2 separate regions of the Sus scrofa genome follow, and region 2 is linked to region 1. Evidence: chromatin contacts called from public Hi-C data. All regions are on one chromosome and are shown on one strand. The core of a region is the stretch at or near the end of the contact, and the rest is flanking DNA. Distances in the headings are between cores, read along the strand shown. Region 1 has its middle 41 kb from the start of USP7. Region 2 holds the start of USP7 (ubiquitin specific peptidase 7).

What was found. Hi-C and Micro-C count contacts between places; a contact is called where the count stands out from the background.
Region 2: a contact with region 1 is called in a Hi-C map of fetal liver, with 2.4 times the contacts expected there. The contact joins the promoter of USP7 here to the enhancer-like site in region 1. A contact is called at or near these places in 6 of 47 Hi-C or Micro-C datasets (embryonic fibroblasts, epiblast stem cells, fetal liver and 1 more) and 1 of 2 datasets of contacts at active chromatin or transcription factors (alveolar macrophages).

What each region holds. Positions count from the first base shown.
Region 1 is chr3:33,710,755-33,715,962 of Sscrofa11.1, forward strand. No RefSeq gene overlaps it. Among named protein-coding and RNA genes, the nearest start is that of USP7, 41 kb to the right of the region's middle. Within about 2 kb of position 3,652, at least 30 of the 83 cell types and tissues checked have an H3K27ac peak or open chromatin away from gene starts, as enhancers often do. A contact at or near this core is called in alveolar macrophages, epiblast stem cells, fetal liver and 1 more, where this site is marked.
Region 2 is chr3:33,751,280-33,756,104 of Sscrofa11.1, forward strand. It overlaps USP7 (ubiquitin specific peptidase 7), which reads left to right and starts at 3,078. Exons shown (of 31, transcript NM_001135680.1): 1 at 3,078-3,243. The coding sequence starts at 3,162.

The DNA of each region.
Region 1 (5,208 bases), core at 2,402-4,901:
TGGCTCGGGTCCCGCGTTGCTGTGGCTCTGGCGTAGGCCGGCGGCTACAGCTCCAATTCGACCCCTAGCCTGGGAACCTCCATATGCCGCGGGAGCGGCCCAAGAAAAGGCAAAAAGACAAAAAACAAACAAACAAAAAAAGAAACATAATGTAAGCCGTATATGTGGTTTCTAATTTTCTAGTAGCTAGATTTTCAAATGAAACAGATGAAAATTTAAAAAAATATATATTGCTGGGAGTTCCCATCCTGGCGCAGTGGTTAACAAATCTGACTAGCATCCATGAGGGCTCGGGTTTGATCCCTGGCCTCGGTCAGTGGATTAAGGATCTGGCGTTGCCATGAGCTGTGGTGTAGGTAGCAGATGCAGTTCGGATCTGGTGTTGCCATGAGCTGTGGTGTAGGCCTTGCAGCTACAGCTCCAATTTGACTCCTAGCCTGGGAACCTCCATATGATGCGGGTGTGGCCCTAAAAACCAAAAAAAAAAAAAAAAAAAAAAATTGCTGAGATATTTTGCTTTTTAAGAAAATGCTGTCTTAGAAATCTGATGTGTGTTTGGTGCTTATGGCACATCTTGGTTTGGACTGACCGCGTTTTAAGGGCTTAGTAGCCACATGTGACTGGCAGCTTCTATGTTGGACAGCCCAGCTCTGGAGGAATGAAAGAGACACGGAGAAAGCCTGCAAAGAGCATTTTATATTGAGGAGACCAGGCTGAGCACACAGAACCAGGTTGGGAAGGATCAGATCTGAGTAATAGAAGTCCTCACTCAATCTTCAGCGAACACAGGATTGGCCCTGCAGGGGGCTGGCACACTTCAACTAATATCTTGAAAATGCCTTAATACCAAACAGATTACCATTCTTCCCCTAAGAAGCTGTAAGGCCTGGGTCCACCACAAGGAGTGAGGAGCCAGACTTTTCATATTCAAATCTTTGGTCTGTTTCATATTGCTGTGTGACCTTGGCAAATTAACTTAATCTCTCTGTGCCTCAGTGTTTTTCAATCCTCAAGGGTTGTTGCCAGTAGAGTGTGTTAAGCACTTGCAGCAGTGGTGGGTCTGTGGTGGGCATCCTTTAGACATTGGCAGTAGGCTTGGGATGGGTTTTAGCTCCTAAGTTAATGATGTGCAAGAAGAAACAATTAGGAGATGAACCCCTTGCCAGCTGGGTTTCCTGAGCTTCAGACAGGAGGTGAATGTTCCAAGAATGCAATTCATTTAAAGTCGTAACATAAGGTAGTGGGTGGCAGTGCAGATGCAAAAGCAAACTGGAAAAAGTTAGCCAGCAAGAAAAATAAGCCAGGAAAGAAATGGACACAAAAAAATCATGCCCATTCTTTTTCACCTCCCTGCTATGCCCCAAGGTTTGGGAGCTCTAATACCTAAAGGAACTAGGCTGATTTTGCCAATAAGTGAAGCAACCTAAGATGTTAGAATGTGGCGGGGTCTATGGCAACAAGTTTCTAGGCTCAGCCAACTGAAGTCAGTACAGAAATGCATGTTTTCTGTTTAGTATAGTGGGTAGGAGCATTTACATTTGGAACTTTGTTATGTGACCTTGGACAAGTTGCTTAAGCCCCTGTGCCTCAGTTTCCTCATCTGTTAAATGGGGACAGTGGTAACTTATTACAAGAATGAATGCCGGTGAATTACTTTGAACAGTACCGGGCATATAATAGTACACATTCGACGAGTATTAACTACCATTATTATTGCTGTTGTTGTCTTTACTTGCATTACAGAAAAGGGGCCAACTGGGCATGGGGGCACCAGCTAATCCTCACACCGGTGTGATTAAAGGCATGGGAAGTGAGACAGACCCACACCTGCCACTTACTAGCTGAGCGACTCATTTGCATTACATAACATCTCTGAATTCAGTCCTCTCAAATGTAAAATGAAGGTAAACATCTACATGCATCACAGAGATCTTTGAGCTGTAAGGAATGGAAATTTATGTCAACCATAAGGAAATATATCATCTTGAATAGCAAAAATGCCAGAGATAGAGTTCTCATCGTGGCGCAGCAGAAATAGATCCCACTAGGAACCATGAGGTTTCTGGTTCGATCCCTGGCCTCGCTCAGTGGGTTAAGGATCTGGCGTTGCCGTGAGCTGTGGTGTAGGTCTCAGACGAGGCTCAGATCTGGCTGTGGCTGTGGCATAGGCTAGCTGTTGTAGCTCTGATTAGACCCCTAGCCTGGGAACCTCCATATGCCTTGGGTGGGGCCCTAAAAAAGCAAAAAAAAAAAAAAAAGGAAAAAAAAGGAAAAAAAAGCCAGAAGCCCAGTGTGGCCTTCAGGAATGGTTAATCCAAAAGCTGAATCTGGTATCAAGGACCTAGAAACTCTCCATCTTTCTATCTGGGATTCAGCTTCAGGCTGTGGTTGAGTTTCTTTTGTGGTTATTTGATGTCTCTGGCTTCTCATGGTAATTGAAGTCGTTTGCCTTTTTGGTCACATCCAATGAGCACTAGAGAGGCACCTCTTGATCATGGGATAACTTCTTTCTTTCAGCCTAGTCAGTCAAATTTAGGTGTCATACCCACCCTTGGACTGAGAACCCATTCACTGGGGAATGCCTAAAGCTGATTGGCTTGGGCCTGGAAACCTGAGCCAATCACAGGCAATGAAATGGGATTATCAAGTTTAGACCAATCAGAGCCCAGTCCTGGGGCTGGGGATGGGATTGGCTGGCCTTCAGTCACTTGTGCTACATGCCTTTCCGGATTTCAAGAAAAGGCAGACTGGATGCCGAGTAGGCAATCAGCAGTGACCCCCCACACTGCCTCCCAGGGTTATGGAGAAGATTAAATAAGAAACTGTCTTTAAAGCACTTAACACAGTGCCTCACACCTATTATTAAGCTTATCTGTGTTGTTAGTGGGAGAAGAATTCAGAGCTTAGAACTGCTCTGAAGGAGAGAACAGAGAGTCCTGGCAGGATTTTTTTTTTTTTTTTGGTACGGTTAAAGGAGACAGTATAAATATTCTTAACCGTTTGCCAGCTGTCAGGTGCCTTGTAGACAAAAAGACTCTAATGCAGTCTTGAGGCAGTGCTTGAGTTTAATCTGGTATATCATCCTGGAAAAAAATAAGAGACGCAAACAAATGAAATGACTGATCCTAAGTGGATGTGAGGGTCCTGAAGCCTCGGTTTTTCAGCCCTTCCTAAGTGTAAAGTGAGTGTTTAAGGCATTGTTGTTACAAGTCATATGTCCCCCTTCGATGCATTACATCAGAGATTAGCAAACTGCAGCATTTGAAGCAAATCTGGCCTGCTGTTTGTTTCCTAACAATATTATAACTGTAATTAAACTTTTTTCCCTTAAGTGGGGGGCTCTCCAGAATAAAGTGGAGGCCCCACATATGTGACTTTTTCCTTTGAGTGCAAACCCAAACGTAGCTAGAAGGTAACTGATGAGTGAAAATCGCTGGGAATTTCAGGGGTGGGCAAGAGCTTTCACTTTCTCTTTCCTTTTCTCTCTCTGTGCTGTCAGTTGCTGCTTGGCCTTATTTTGCATAGATATTCTTGCCGGGTGGCAGAAACAATGACCTCGGGTGGCTTCAGACCTCCAGTTCAGCCCTTCCATTAGAAGGAGAATTTTTGCCTCCCAACGTCTGTCAATCCATTTTAGAGGAGGTTCTGATTGGCCCAACGTAGGTCACATGCCTCTGTCATGAGCCAATCCAGTGGCCAGGAGAATGGTCTACTCTGACCTGCCTGAGCCACAGGGAGAGAAGAAGGGGAGGGCAACCCAGGACCAGAGGAACTTCTCCCAGAGGAACTTGGAGAAAGAGAAGTGGGACCATATAATGGTTAACTGCACAGTGTGTTACACTGAGGAACTGCAACCATCCGCTCCATCCCTGTCATGTTATCACTGAGGGTACTGTGACCCGGAGAGGGGTTATTTCAGTTTACACAAGGTTACCCTGTTTGTACAGCAGATCAATCAGTATTAGGAAATCACGGACCTGGAGTTCCTGTCCTGGCTCAGTGGTTAACGAATCCGAGTAGGAACCATGAGGTTGTAGGTTCGACCCCTGGCCTCCCTCAGTGGGTTAAGGATCCAGCGTTGCCATGAGCTGTGGGTCACAGACAGGGCTCGGATCTCACATTGCTGTGGGGTAGGCCAGTGGCTACGGCTCCGATTCAGCCCCTAGCCTGGGTACCTCCATATGTCTCTGGTGCGTCCCTGGAAAAGCCAAAAAAAAAAAAAAAAAAAAAAAAAGAAAGATAGAGAGAGAGAGAAGGAAAGAAATCACGGACCTGATATAACATAATCCTACCCCACATGCCCGGCTGTGTTACGGGGTAAGGAGAAAGTACCACATGTATTGTGACGCTGCGTATGGACTCATCATCTTGGGCTTTGTGACCCAGAAAAAATGGGAAAGATGTGCAGTCAGACTGTCTAGCAGGACTCTTTTAGGGTTCATCAAAGGGATTTCTTTTAAAATACCTACAGAGGCTCCTCCTGGTGGAAGTTACTTTTGGTGCCACCAGAGCTGCTTTCCTAGAATAGCGACAGTTCAGGGGGGTGGAGGTGGGTATATTCTCATCCAGCAACTGCAAGGGAATCCAACGTCATTTCTCATCGTTACCTCCAGGGATTCCAGCACCACCACACCACTCCCCTTTGTAAGCTGTATATAATCGGAATCTCACCTCCCAATGGTGTTTGGCAAAAATGTCTCCCTGTCAACTGGGAGAATGACAGCTGTAACCAAATGCTTTCTCCATTGTCAGGATTCAGCTGGGGCAGGGATGCAGCCAGCTTCAGCAGAAAGGACGGTTTGCAACAAGGGAAGGGAGCGACTCATAGAGTCTGAAGGCCTCAGGAGGGTCCAGAAATGGAAAGCCATCAGCAACACAGACTGGATTGGCATTTCAAGAGTCTCTTGGCTCAGAGTTTCCCACTGTGGCAGTAACGGATCAGCAGCATCTCTGGAGCACTGGGACGTAGTTTTTGTTTTGTTTTGTTTTGTTTGTTTTTTTGTCTTTTTGCCTTTTCTAGGGCCGCTTCCCACGGCATATGGAGGTTCCCAGGCTAGGGGTCTGATTGGAGCTGTAGCCGCCGGCCTACGCCAGAGCCACAGCAACGCGGGATCCGAGCCGCGTCTGCGACCTACACCACAACTCACAGCAACGCCGGATCCTTAACCCACTGAGCAAGGGCAGGGATCGAACCCACAACCTCATGAT
Region 2 (4,825 bases), core at 1,828-4,327, 40 kb after region 1:
ACTTCTCTCCCCATGTTAGTAATTGGCATCACCCATCATTCACCCAGTTGCTCAATCCAGAAATCTAAGAATGCTGTTTGATTCTCCTCTTCTCCCTCCCACCCAACTCCAACCAGTTTGACCTGCCAACATTTCTACATCTCTACCTGCTCCCCGACGCCCCCCTGCCTCCAGCTCCAGCCCAGTCCGTCTCCATCTCTTGTGTAGACTATGAGCAGCTTCCAGTCTGGTCTTCCTCACTCATTCTCATCTTTTGCAAGATACTCTTTCTAAATTAGATTTATTGTGATCTGACTCTCATACCATATCCTTTACCATTTAAAGTGAGCAATTCAAGGAGTTCCCGTGTGGCACAGTGGTTAACGAACACGACTAGGATCCACGAGGTTGCAGGTTCGATCCCTGACCTTGCTCAGTGGGCTAAGGATCCGGCACTGCCGTGAGCTGTGGTGTAGGTCCCAGATGCAGCTTGGATCTTGAGTTGCTGTGGCTGTGGCGTAGGCCGGCGGCTACAGTTCCGATTAGCCCCCTAGACTGTGAATCTCCATGTGCCGCAGGAGCAGCCCTAGAAAAGGCAAAAAGACGAAAAATAAATAAAGTGAACAATTAAATAGTTTTTAGTATATCTGCCAAGTTGTGCAACCATCATCAGAATCAGATTTAGGATATTTTCATCCCTTCCATCTCTATAGATTGATTTTTCTGCTCTGTACATTTCATGTAATTGGAATCATGTAGAAGGTCTTTTCTGTCTGGCTTCTTTCACCCAGCTGGCCTGTTTTCAGGCTTCATCCAGTCTTTTTTTTTTTTTTTTTGCTTTTTCAGGCCACACCCAAGGCATATGAAGGTTCACAGGCTAGGGATCTAATCAGAGCTACAGCTGCCGGCCCACTACGCCACAGCCACATCAGATCTGAGCCTGGTCTGTGACCAGGATGGAACCCGAAACCTCATGGTTCCTAGTAGGATTTATTTCCACTGCGCCATGATGGGAACTCCCATCCATTCTTCTTTATTGCCAAACAGTATCTTCTTGGATGGGGATACCACATTTAATGTATCCATCATGCAAGGTGTTCTTTTTACTAATCCCTGGGTTGGTTTTGAACCCAGCAAGATAAGGTTGGCCAGTGTGGAACGTGATAGGCACGTTTATCACTGCCTGCCACCCTTTCCTCTGCCAGAGCAGTCCTTGCCCTCCCCCAAGTCTCTAGAGGTGGAGAGAAGGATTCCTTTGCATCTGAGAACTGTTCATTAGCATTTGTGAGAATCTGGGTGAATAACAACGCCTCTTCAGAATCTGGGGGTGACCCAGGGGCTGGGATTGACTGGTTCCTGGGGAAAAAACTCCTTCTCTCTCAGTTTGCCCACTGCTTTGGTCTAGGAAGAAATGCACTGGTGGGAAACCAGTTCAAGTCTATGAAATGCTTGGGGGGTGGGGGTGGGGTTCTACTCTAGCCACATTTGAATCCTGTGTTCCTTCCACAAATATGTATTGAGTACTTGCTATGCACCAGGCATTTGGGATACCACAGTGAACAAAACATTCTTTCGTGGCTAGGGAGATGGGCAGTGCATAAACTGGAGAAAGATTCAAGGATGAGAGACGGGAGATGGAAAGTGGGACAGGAATCACGATTTCCTGGTCAGTTAAGGTCACTCAGAGGTACCGATATGTAGGTGCATGTGCTTTTCCTCTATTCTCTTCTCCATCCACACTTCCTTGGTTATCCTCAGAATGTTGAGACCCTAGTCACCAGTGTCTCAAGGATCACAAGAGACAGGACAGAATGAAGGAGGCCCTGGGTGAACGGTCTTAGCCAGGACGGGCTGATAGAAAGGGAATCAATGAATGCCACATGAAGAACTTTTTAGTTTGGTTTTGAGGGACTAAAACCAATCTGGTTTCTGGTTTGGGCAATAGTGAGAAAAGTGCTCCCACGAGAGGTGCAGGGTGAGTAAGTTGCAGGCCGGTTAACGGGGGTAAATGGTAGGAGTGCCAGCGAGTGCTGATCGGTGCTGACCGCTCGCTCCTACCCGGGCCCTCTTCTAAAGAGGCGCCGGGCGGTATCAGCTACCTGCCCTGGGTCACACGGCTGCGGGGCAGGGTTTCGGGCCCTGCCCCGACGGCCACTCGCGCGGGCTTTCCGGGTGACCAGATGCCCGGGCGGGGCAGATGCTGGGCCACTCGCCCCCCGAGGGCTGGGGGACCCGTCGCCCACATCGGAGCGCACCGGGCCCGGCCGCGCCGCGAGGCTCGGGCGGGCACCGAGGGCGGGCGCCCGGCGAGAGGCCGAGACGGGCCGGGCGGCGCGGGGCGCGGGGGGCGCGGCGCTGCGGGCCGGGGCAGGCGGGCCGGCGGGCGGGCGGGCCCAGGCGGCGGCGGCGGGCGGGCCGCTCCCTGCACCGCCTCCCCGCTCCGCCCTCCCGCTCCCGCTCCGCCCTCCAGCTCGGAGCTCGCCCGCCCGCTCCCTGCGCCGCCCGCCCGCTCTCCTCGCTCGCTCGCTCGCTCGCTCTCGGGCCCCCCATGCGGATGTGACATTTCACGCCGCCGCCATTTTGAGAGCGAGCCGAGTCGAGCCGCCGGGCGCCGCGTCCGCTGCCGGAGTCCCGACGACGACGCCGAGGAGGCGGAGGCCGCAGAGCCCCGAGCGCGGCTGGTCCGTCGCCCGCCCGCGCCGCCGCCGCTCCCGCCAGCCCCAGGCCCCGCAGGCCCGCCGCGGCCGGCCAGGCCTCTCGCCCGCCGCGCCCGGCCCGAGGCGGGGCTGACTCCGCGGCCCCCGCCCGGCCGCCCTCCGCCCCCGGCCGGCCCGCGGCCCCGCAGCCCCGGCCCCGGCGGCGGGAGGCGGGCCCCGCGGCGGCGGCGGCGGCGGCGGCGGCCGCAGCGAGCGAGGAGGCCGCCCGGCCAGGCCCGCCGGCCGCCCGCCCGCCTCGGCGCCGAGATTGGGCGAATCGCGAGCAAGTACGTGCGCGTCTCCCTGCCGCCGCCGCCCGCCGCGGGCCGCCCCGGGGCCGCCGCTGCCGACGACGCGCGGGAGGAGGAGGAGGAGGCCGCCCCGCCGCCGCCGCCGCCGCCGCCGCCCCGGCTCGCCGCCGCCGCCCGCCCGCCGGGCCCGCAGCCCGGGCTCCCGGCCGCAGGCGAGGCCCAGGCCGCGGCCGACATGAACCACCAGCAACAGCAGCAGCAGCAGCAGAAAGCGGGCGAGCAGCAGCTCAGCGAGCCCGAGGACATGGAGATGGAAGGTGAGCCCCGCGGGCTGGCCGCGGCGGGGCCGGGAGCGCCTTCCATTGTAGCCGGGGGGAGCCGCAGGAGCCACGCGAGGGGCTCGCCATCTTTAACCAGGCCCCGGGCGGCCGCGGGCCTCGGCCTGGCCGTCCCGACCCGGTCGGCCCGGCCGGGGCGAGGCTGCACCGTCATGCCGGGCCCGCGGGCGGGGGGCGGCCGCCGGCCCCCCGCCTGGCGCATTGTCCGGCCCGCGGGACCCGGGCGGCCTCGCCGGCACAAAGCGCCCAGAGCCCAGAGTTGTAAATGAGGGCGCTCCGGCCGCGGAGGGACGCAGGGCTTTGGGGGCTGCTGGCGGCCGCCGCGCGCCGGGGTCGGGAACCGGGTTCCGGGGACCGTGCCACTGACGGGACGTCGCGGGGGCCTGGCTCTGGCCGGGAGGGTCGGGGCCCTGGAAACCTCCCTGGGCTCGGGCCTCGCCCCCACCTGCTCCCGTGCGCTCCCCCGGAGAGCCCCCCGGGGCTTCGAAGCGGTTCCCGGGTCGATCGCTCTGTAACAGCACTTGCTAGCGTTGGGCTTCATTTTGAAACACCTGCAAGGGACGCGGATGTTGTCAGCCTCCCGACGGGCCCAGAGTTCTGAGCCAGGCGCTCTTCGTTTCAGAGTTACCTGTTTTTCAGGGAGTTTGGTACCTGGCTGTTGGTGCAGTCAGCCTCGGGCCAGGTGTGGGTTTGAAACTACGTGAAAGCTCCCCTCCCCCCAACTACCTATATCCGAATTCAGCTCGACTCCGAAGGTAACTTTTAATTTTCTGCCCCTGTGCCAGCAGCTTTCCAGGGTACCGCACTTTTGAGATACTAGGTCTTGGTAATGAAGGTTTGATGTAGAGGCCCTGGATAGGAAAGGGTCTTGGGCTTACAGGCTCAAGCAGAGGTGGTCACTGGAAGGCATCTGTTTGTCATGGCCCCACGTATTTCAAAGGGCAAAGTCTAGGGAGCCTTAAAAGAGAATTTTTACCCATTTCTAGGAGGGCCGACAGGCAGGAGTTAAAAGGGGGCACCTGGGTGAATGGGGCGTTGAATGTTCCTGTTCTGCTTTGAGCAAGAGATCTTGGGTTGCGTAAGTGTGTGGGGCGCTAAGGAAGCTCAGGTAAAGCAGCATTTGTCCTTTGGGGTGGCTACACGTGCGGGGCGCTGCACCCTGGTTGGCAAGAACACTTTGACTGGTGTTCCCATGAGTATGAAAATGGGGGGGCGGGGGATGCCCTGCCCGATTGCAGGAGGTAAAGTGGAGGTGCCTGCAGAAGGCACTTCCCACTTGTCCTTACAGTGGTGAGGAATGGGGGGCAGGAGAGCCAAGCTCACGCCAAGAACTGGCTGTCTATTTCTCTTGGCCCCAGCGAGGCAGTAACTTGGTGGAGCTTTTGTCATATGCCATTAAACCAACTAGCTGAAGGAGTACGTGCTGAGAGTATTCTGTATATTCCTTTAGGCCAAAAGAGGGCTGCTTTTCAGTTTCCTTTTCAAATACCACTCATCAAGACAAAAATCCAGTAGCGCTAGGCTGGCCTACGCCATGTCCCATGTAAGTCGTCCTGCCACT